2 separate regions of the Mus musculus genome follow, and region 2 is linked to region 1. The links are chromatin contacts, called in public promoter capture Hi-C maps. All regions are on one chromosome and are shown on one strand. The core of a region is the stretch at or near the end of the contact, and the rest is flanking DNA. Distances in the headings are between cores, read along the strand shown. Region 1 holds the start of Olfr224 (olfactory receptor 224). Region 2 holds the start of Olfr319 (olfactory receptor 319).

What was found. Capture Hi-C pulls out chosen DNA fragments and counts their contacts.
Region 2: a contact with region 1 is called in a promoter capture Hi-C map of adipose tissue. The contact joins the promoter of Olfr319 here to the promoter of Olfr224 in region 1.

The regions. Positions count from the first base shown.
Region 1 is chr11:58,568,436-58,572,496 of GRCm38.p6, reverse strand. Olfr224 (olfactory receptor 224) reads left to right here and starts at 1,929. Exons shown (of 4, transcript NM_207695.2): 1 at 1,929-1,968; 2 at 3,693-3,790.
Region 2 is chr11:58,699,392-58,703,873 of GRCm38.p6, reverse strand. Olfr319 (olfactory receptor 319) reads right to left here and starts at 2,171. Exons shown (of 1, transcript NM_146500.2): 1 at 1,251-2,171. The coding sequence starts at 2,171. The coding sequence ends at 1,251.

The sequences.
Region 1 (4,061 bases), core at 680-3,179:
ATATGTACACATTGGTTGTTTGTCCAATCTTATGCGTGGTGGCCAGCAGTAGTCAGTGCCACTCTGCAACAGCACATGTGGCTTCCCACAAATATTCTGTAATTTTTTTAGGTCTCTATTGAAAAGGAAACTAACATTTAAACTGAAGACAGTTCTAAAGAATATGGTTTGTCACTCTGGAAATCAGTTTGGCAGTTCCTCAGAAAATTGGACATAGTACTACAGGAAGATCCAGCAATACCACTCCTGGGCATATACCCAGAAGATGCTTCAACTTGTAATAAGGACACATGTTCTACTATGTTCATAGCAGCTTTATTTATAATAGCCAGAAGCTGAAAAGAACCCAGATGTCCCTCAACAGAGGAATGGATACAGAAAATGTGGTACATTTACACAATGAAGTACTATGCAGCTATTCAAAACAATGAATTTATGAAATTCTTAGGGAAAATGGATGTATCTGGAGGATATCATCCTGAGTGAGGTAACCCAATCACAAAAGAACACACATGATATGCATTCACTGATAAGTGGATATTAGCCCAGAAACTTAGAATACCCAAGATACAATTTGCAAAACTCATGAAACTCAAGAAGAAGGAAAACCAAAGTGTGGGTACTTCATTTCTTCTTAGAAGGGGGAACAAAATACCCATGGAAGGAGTTACAGAGGCAAAGTTCAGACCTGAGACTGAAGGGAGGATTATCCAGAGACTGTCCCACCTGGGTATCCATCCCATAAACAACCACCAAACCCAGACACTATTGCATATACCTACAAGATTATGTTGACAGGACCCTGATATAGCTGTCTCCTGTGAGGCTATGCTAATGCCTGGTAAATACAGAAGTGGATACTCACAGTCATCTATTGAATGGAACACAATGGAGGAGCTAGAGAAAGTACTCAAGGAGCTGAAGGGGGTCTGCAGCCCTGTAGGAGGAACAACAATATGAACTAACCAATATCCCCAGAGCTCATGTCTCTAGCTGCATATGTAGCAGAGGATGGCCTAGCTGGCCATCAGTGGGAGGAGAGGCCCTTGGTCTTGCAAAGATTCCATGCCCCAGTATAGGGAAATGCCAGGGCCAGGAAGTGGGAGTGGGTGTGTTGGGGAGCAGGGAGAGGCAGGAGGGTGTAGGGATTTTCAGAGAGGAAACTAGGAAAGGGGATAGCATTTGAAATGTAAATGAAGAAAACATCTAATTAAAAAAGAAAAAAAAAGAAAAGAAAAAAAATAAATAAAAGAATATGGTTTGTGACTGACAGCAGAACACGGGATGATGGGCTGAGGGAAGGACAAGATGGAGCATGAAGCCGGACGGTGGTGGCACACGCCTTTAATCCCAGCACTCGGGAGGCAGAGGCAGGCAGATTTCTGAGTTCGAGGCTAGCCTGGTCTACAGAGTGAGTTCCAGGACAGCCAGGGCTACGAAAAACCAAAAAAAAAAAAAAAAAAAAAAGATGGAGCATGAAGGACGAGGCCTCGTGTCCGCACCTACGTAAAACATGTCACGGAAGTCACTGGAAGTTTATATGAACACATACCCAGAAGGAGAGAGAGGAGGAGGAGGAGAGAGTTCTGGGAGGGAGAGAATTCTGCACAGTGAACGAGAGCCTAGACACACAATAGCTGACTCGAGTTGGACCAGATTGTTATTTGTGATTGTAATATTCCAGGTTATTGTTAATGATGGCTGTGATTTTCCACTATTAAAAAAAAAACCCACCAACAACAACAGAAGAGTAAATCGGACTTAGCAGAGGTTTCTGTTAGCGTCCATGGCTCTCTTAATTGCATTCTTCTTAAAGTCCCAGAGGGGAGATATTAACAGAAATCTTTATCTGGGAATGAGTAGAGTCCAGCCAGGGATGACGTCACTTGGCTCCTGGTCCTTCTGCACTTAACCAGCTGCTGTCCCTTGTTCATACGGCTAAGGGTACAGCTGCAGCTGCATCTGATGGTGAGTAAAACCGGACAGGAGAGTCAGCATGACACAGGGTGGTCACTTCACAGTCTGTTTGATATTTGTGGGGTTTGTTTGTAATCTTTTTTTTTCAATTTTTTATTAGGTATTTTCTTCATTTACATTTTGAATGCTATCCCGAAAGTCCCTCCATACCCTTCCTGCCCCCTGCTCCTCTATGCACCCACTCCCACTTCTTGGCTCTGGTGTTCCCCTGTACTAATGTGAAGAAAAGAATCACTAACTTTTTCTTTTTCTTTTTCTTTTTCTTTTTCTTTTTCTTTTTCTTTTTCTTTTTCTTTTTCTTCTTCTTCTTCTTCTTCTTCTTCTTCTTCTTCTTCTTCTTCTTCTTCTTCTTCTTCTTTTCCTTTTCCTTTTTCTTTTCTCTTCTCCTTCTCCTTCTCCTTCTCCTTCTTCTTCTTCTTTTTTTTTTATTTTAAGATACAGTTTCTCTGTGTATACCTGGGTGCTCTGGCATTCACTCATTCTATAGATAAGGCAGGACTCTGACTCTGTCACCTCAGTTAGATGTAACATTATGTGGCAACACACCTGGCTTCTTCATAAAGTTTCCCTTTAGTATTTCCTTACTGAATTATTTTTAAAACTACTGAATTAGGCCAAATGTTTTCCTACTTTAATTAACATGTGTTTGGTGTTTTTCAGAGAAGGTATCTCTACTACCTTACTGTCCTACACACACACACACACACACACACACACACACACACACACACACACACACACACACACACACACACCAGTCTTGCCTTGATAAGATTGGTAATCCCCCTGCCTCAGTGCCAAAAGTACAAGGATTGTACTAGGTATCTGCCAACACCCACCCTTCCTCCTCTATTTTTAAGTATTCATGTGACAATACATTAGTTTCCAAAACTGTGTCTCGTGTTGTTTGTTTAATTTCAAGTGTGGGCCCATTTTGAGGGTTGCAAAAAATGTAAAGATAACCATCTCAATCTTATCATATGAAGCAGACAGTGGGTGACATAAATTCACACTGTACATTCCTGGGGAAGTACTGCTTCCCATAGAACAAAGTCAGGTGCCCACTCTGTGCTTAATCACAGGGCAAGCACTCGTTCTGTCAGTGATTGTGTGAAGTGAGGCAGATGCCTGAGACCCCAAGCTTCTCTTCTCTAAAAGAAGAAAAGATGCTGAATCCTTTGGAAGCACCAGGGTGGTTCAGGAATGCTTCTGGCTTGGGATGCTGAGCTGCCATTGTTCTGCCTTCACTGTTAGAAATACAAAGGGCTAACAATGCACCAAGCTGTTCACAGGACATCAAATGGCACAGCATGGGTAAGGACAACACAGCTCCCAATCCCTTGCCTTCTGCAGACACCACATTTCTGATCTCACTGCTGCCTGGGGACAATGATGCCAGTGGTCCACACTTAACAGAGGACTCTGACCTTCCCAGCACACCTCCTGCCCCTCACCTGCCTCCTGACCTCCACTCAGCCAGCAGAAGGTGTTCAGGGTTTCTCATAGCCTGTGGATTCCTCCCTGGTCTTTGTTCGGTGTTCACAAACATAAACTGAGTCAGCAGGTAAACAGAAGGTGAATGTCAGAAAGCTTTCATAATTCAATAGATCTGAGTCTCCATTCACAAATACAGCTTAGTAAAACAGAAATCTACCTTGTTTCTCTCTATCTCTCAGTCTATTTCCTGTCTGTATTGTACCCATCTCTTCCCACAGGTCCCAGATCTGTCTGGTATTTATGGGAAGGCATCAAGAACCTCTCTGCTCCATCAGCATCTTGGGCACCACATGGCTCTTTAAGACTTCAGTATCAGGTTTGTCTTTCTGTTTTTAATTTTAGAATCGTGACAGAGATATAAACTGTTGCTGAGACTTGTGACTGCTGTCCCAACAACCCATCCCTTGAAGCAGTTGATAACATCTCTGAAAGATGAGATTCCATTTTCTTCCTATTGCCTTGAGCTACCAAAATGTAGTATCAACTACTTCAGAAATAATAATAAAAAACATTAAAAAATCTCCTGTCTTAAAAGTACAAATGGAAGAGGCATTTCTGAGGCTGAGTAAATTCTGTCTGACACTGTT
Region 2 (4,482 bases), core at 922-3,421, 130 kb before region 1:
GTTGTTATGTCTCCCTTTTCATTTCTGATTTTGTTAATTAGGATGCTTTTCCTGTGCCCTCTAGTGAGTCTGGCTAAGGGTTTATCTATCATGATGATTTTCTCAAAGAACCAGCTCCTCGTTTGGTTGATTCTTTGAATAGTTCTTCTTGTTTCCACTTGGTTGATTTCGCCCATGAGTTTGATTATTTCCTGCCATCTACCCCTCTTGGGTGAATTTGCTTCCTTTTGTTCTAGAGCTTTTAGGTGTGTTGTCAAGCTGCTAATGTGTGCTCTCTCTAGTTTCTTTTTGGAGGCACTCAGAGCTATGAGTTCACACATATAATCTTGTTCTTTAAAAGATATTCAGACATTTTCTTGAAATAACATTATTGCTCTCAGAATTTATTGTACATTAGCCATGGAAAAAATGCAGATATTTTCTATGTTTTCTAAAGAAGAACAATTTGGGGTCTGTTTCTCAAATGTCCTTATCATAAGTTAGCATGGGTGATCAACATAAATATAAACATGGGAGCTCACCACAAAGTTGTTCGTGGAAAGAGACACAGTGCAAAGAGTCAGACAGATTCATTGATGATGTTTATTACAAAGTCATAGTGAATTTTGGAAAATAGTATTAATAAAGGGAGTCAGCAAGACATCATAAAACAGCCTAGGAGAGCTTGGAAATCATATTCTTGTGGTAATAATCACACAAGTATCAAAGCAAGCATTAAGTTGGCTCCCTCCTTATTTCTTTCAGAATTGTCCTTAAAATATGTCACATTATAAAAACAGACACACATGCTTATGTAATTGTTGTGCCTACAAAAAAAAACAATGAAATATTCCAGATTTATGTAAAATATCTGCACAAGTATAGCTATAATCATAAACTGCAGAAGGGGCTTCCAGAGAAAGTGGAAGGCAAGTGTGGAACAGGCAACTGTATAGAATGCCACAGTTGGAGAAGCCGTGGTACCTTGCACCAGGGCAGATGGTAAGAAAATCAGTGGAAAGCCAATCTAGGCTGATGGGCAGCCAGAGATGGCAGGTACAAAGACAAAGTCCTTCCGTATCCCCAGGAGCCAACATTCAGATTAAACCATCAACTCGGTGTGACACTGTGTGGGCAAAGATTCCGGTTCTTGTTCATTCAGCAAGACAAGCTGATAAGCTTCCACCAGAATATCAATCCTAAAATCATTCCAGAGAGTGTCCAAGACTAACTTTAGATCAGTCCACCCCAAAGTCCCATGTAAATTTCCATCACCCCATTTGTCTCCTCAGCGCCCCAATGACCTCCTTGTTCCTCAGACTATAGATGAATGGGTTCAGAACAGGGGTGACGATTGAGTAGAGCACAGCCACCACTTTGTCCCTTCCAGGAGAATGCAAGGAGTGTGGCTGGGTGTAGGTGCAGAGACCGGTGACATAGAACAGACTGGCCACAGTCAGGTGTGAGGAGCAGGTGGACACAGCTCTACTCTGTCCCTGCCCTGAACCCATCTGGAATACAACAACCAAGACCCGAGCATAGGAAGCTAGGATGGCCAGGAAGGGGAGCAACACAAGGACAAGGACACTCATGACAATCATATGCTCATATTGGGATGTGTCTTCACACACAAGTGGCAGGAGAGATGGAACCTCACAGAAAAAGTGGTTAACCATCCTAGACCCACAGAAAGGAAGTTGAAACACATACACTGTATGCGCTAAAGCATTGATGGAGCTGCTGCTCCAGGCACTGGCGACCATGGAGCAGCAGATCTTCCTGCTCATGAGCACAGGGTAGTGCAAGGGTTGGCAGATGGCTATATACCTGTCATAGGACATGAAGCCCAGCAGGAGAGCTTCACACCCAGCAAGACTCATAAACATAAAGACTTGGATCTCACATCCTAAAACGGAAATGGCCTTGGTGTCTGAGATGAAGTTAGCTCCCATCTTGGGCACAGTGGTAGATATGCACATCATGTCAATGATGGAGAGCTGGCTGAGGAAGAAGTACATGGGGGTGTGGAGTCTTCTATCCAGCCTGATGAGGAGGACCAGTGTGATGTTGCCTATGAGAGCCACTGCAAAGAGGATGGAGATGACTGTGAAGAGGAAGGTGTCCATGTGTCCATACTGGAAAAGACCAACCAAGGTGAAGTCTGTCCCGCAGCTGTGGTTTCCTGTCTCCATGGCTTAGACTGAACCATCAGAGCAGATGTACTCTGGAAAGGGTGTGGCCAGGTGAGGACTGTCCTTGAGCATACATTTCTGGACTAGCTGTAGGGAACACTTCTATCCTTCTTTTACACTTTCATCTATTGAAAAACAGTTCTTTTAGTTATTTTTATATATTATAATTTCTGCAAAATAATTAATAGTTACACATGCTAATGTCAGGCTTATGTTTCAGAGGGTGCATGTAGCATGCATGCATTAAGTCATGGGATCTCTTCTCTATCCCCTTCATTTCTCCTGGTCATTTCTCGAGTTTGAGGTCTGCAAGCTCTTCCTGATCAAGGTCTTCATGAATACAAATATTCCAAGCTCTTTGTAAGGGATTCATGTCACAATCAGCTCTTTTTTACCAGAGAAAGGACTTTCAATTTTTTTGTTTTGTTTTTTGTTTTTGTTTTTCAGGACAGGGTTTCTCTGTGTAGCCCTGGCTGTCCTGGAACTCACTTTGTAGACCAGGCTGGCCTCAAACTCAGAAATCAGCCTGCCTCTGCCTCCTGAGTGCTGGGATTAAAGGCATGCACAACCACGCCCGGCCAGAAAGAACTTTTAAAAGGTTTATTTTTTTTAATACAATTTTGTGTAGCTCATGTTGGTTTTGGAACACCATGTAGCCACAATCATAAAATAAAATCACAATTTTGTTATCCTCCTGCCTCTGTCTCCCATGTGTTAGGATTACAAGTGTGCACTGTCACACCCACATTATGAAATCGTGATCAAACAAAGGTTTGCTGCAGGGTACATGAACACTCCCCAGCTGAACGAAATCCCTAGTCCTGCATGCAGGACTTGAACTCAACATAGAATAAATTAACAACTTGAAGTTTGCCACACAACAAGTCAGCACACTCTACGTCAATAATGAGTAAATTACAATAAAAATGGATTTAAAAAACACATCGAGAAACAGTTGATCACACCACAATAAATTTCATGCTAAGCACATTGCAATGTCCTGCATCATAGCTCTAGGGTGGTGATCCAGATCTATTTGCCTGTGGGGGTCACAGCTAAGGCTAGCAGCATGAGTTCAGCCACACATAGCACTGTCTATTGGAATTGTCAGCCAGCCTCAAACCTTACGGAGAGAGATGAGGTGATTCAGCATTTTTCCTGACCATCACAGACTCAGCAAAGAGTTTGCTATCAACAAAATGAGCAGCAAATTGGAGATGCCTCCATTACAGCACTGCCTTTTCTCACAGCCTTGCCAGGCAGATAGGTCTGTGTCACTGGCCTGCATGTTTAGTATAAATTTGAAGATAGATGTCTCAGGCTTCTACTATTCAATGGTTTAACCATGGTCAGTAACTCATCAAGGCACCCAGGAACTGGACAAATGGTGCAACTACGGATATGGAAACAGCAACCTCACAGGAAAGTTAAAAAACATTCAAGTCAACAATAGAATTAAATGCACCACGAATTATACAAATATTTACTATATGCAGTGAATTAAAACATTGCTATTTTAAAAGTATTTTAGAAGTGCAATAGAATCTGCTGCATATCAGGAATATGGTGGAATATAATGGAATATAATTCTAGGATAACATTAGTTTTAAAAACTGAGGTCTAAACAAAAAAGAGATGCCTATCTATACCCCAAGAAGGAACCCTGTGACTCTGCCTATCCTTCTCCTTAAGGGAAGAATTTGTTAGACTACATGCCTGTGTTCCCATGCGGGAACACTGAGCCTCAGCTCTCACCTCTAAAACTGTGAGATGGTTACGCTCTTCAGGGTAACCTGGCTGCAGTCACTTTCACAATGCACATATTTTTAAAGCAATACCTAAAAATGCTTCTAGCCTAAAATTAATCTAAATCAGAACATGAGCCAAGAAGAAAAGGATGCAGTGTGCAGTACAGGGTGATGACTGTCACACGTACCTGAACCAGCAGGGGAGGACAAGTTGTGACTTCTCAACAATCCTCACTCAGTTCTGCTTCACTTCAATACTTCACTGGCTGCAGGGCTCCTCGACAGCTTAAGGGATGTGCCAGCGACAAAGCTTCTGGCCTCCAGCCACCTGAGTTTTGAACATGGCCCTTTCTTCCAGATTTCTAGGGATATGGGCTTTGTGCCATACCCTAGGATAACCCATTCATAATAACTCAACTGTGGTCTATACAGCCTCTTTGTTGCAGAAAAATCTTCTCTCTAGAAAGTTATAGGGAAACAAACCTGCAAAGGCTAACTTCCTGACAGTTCACCCCCACTGAGAAACAGTTATGAGATAGTACAACTATGCCTTCCTTGATGAC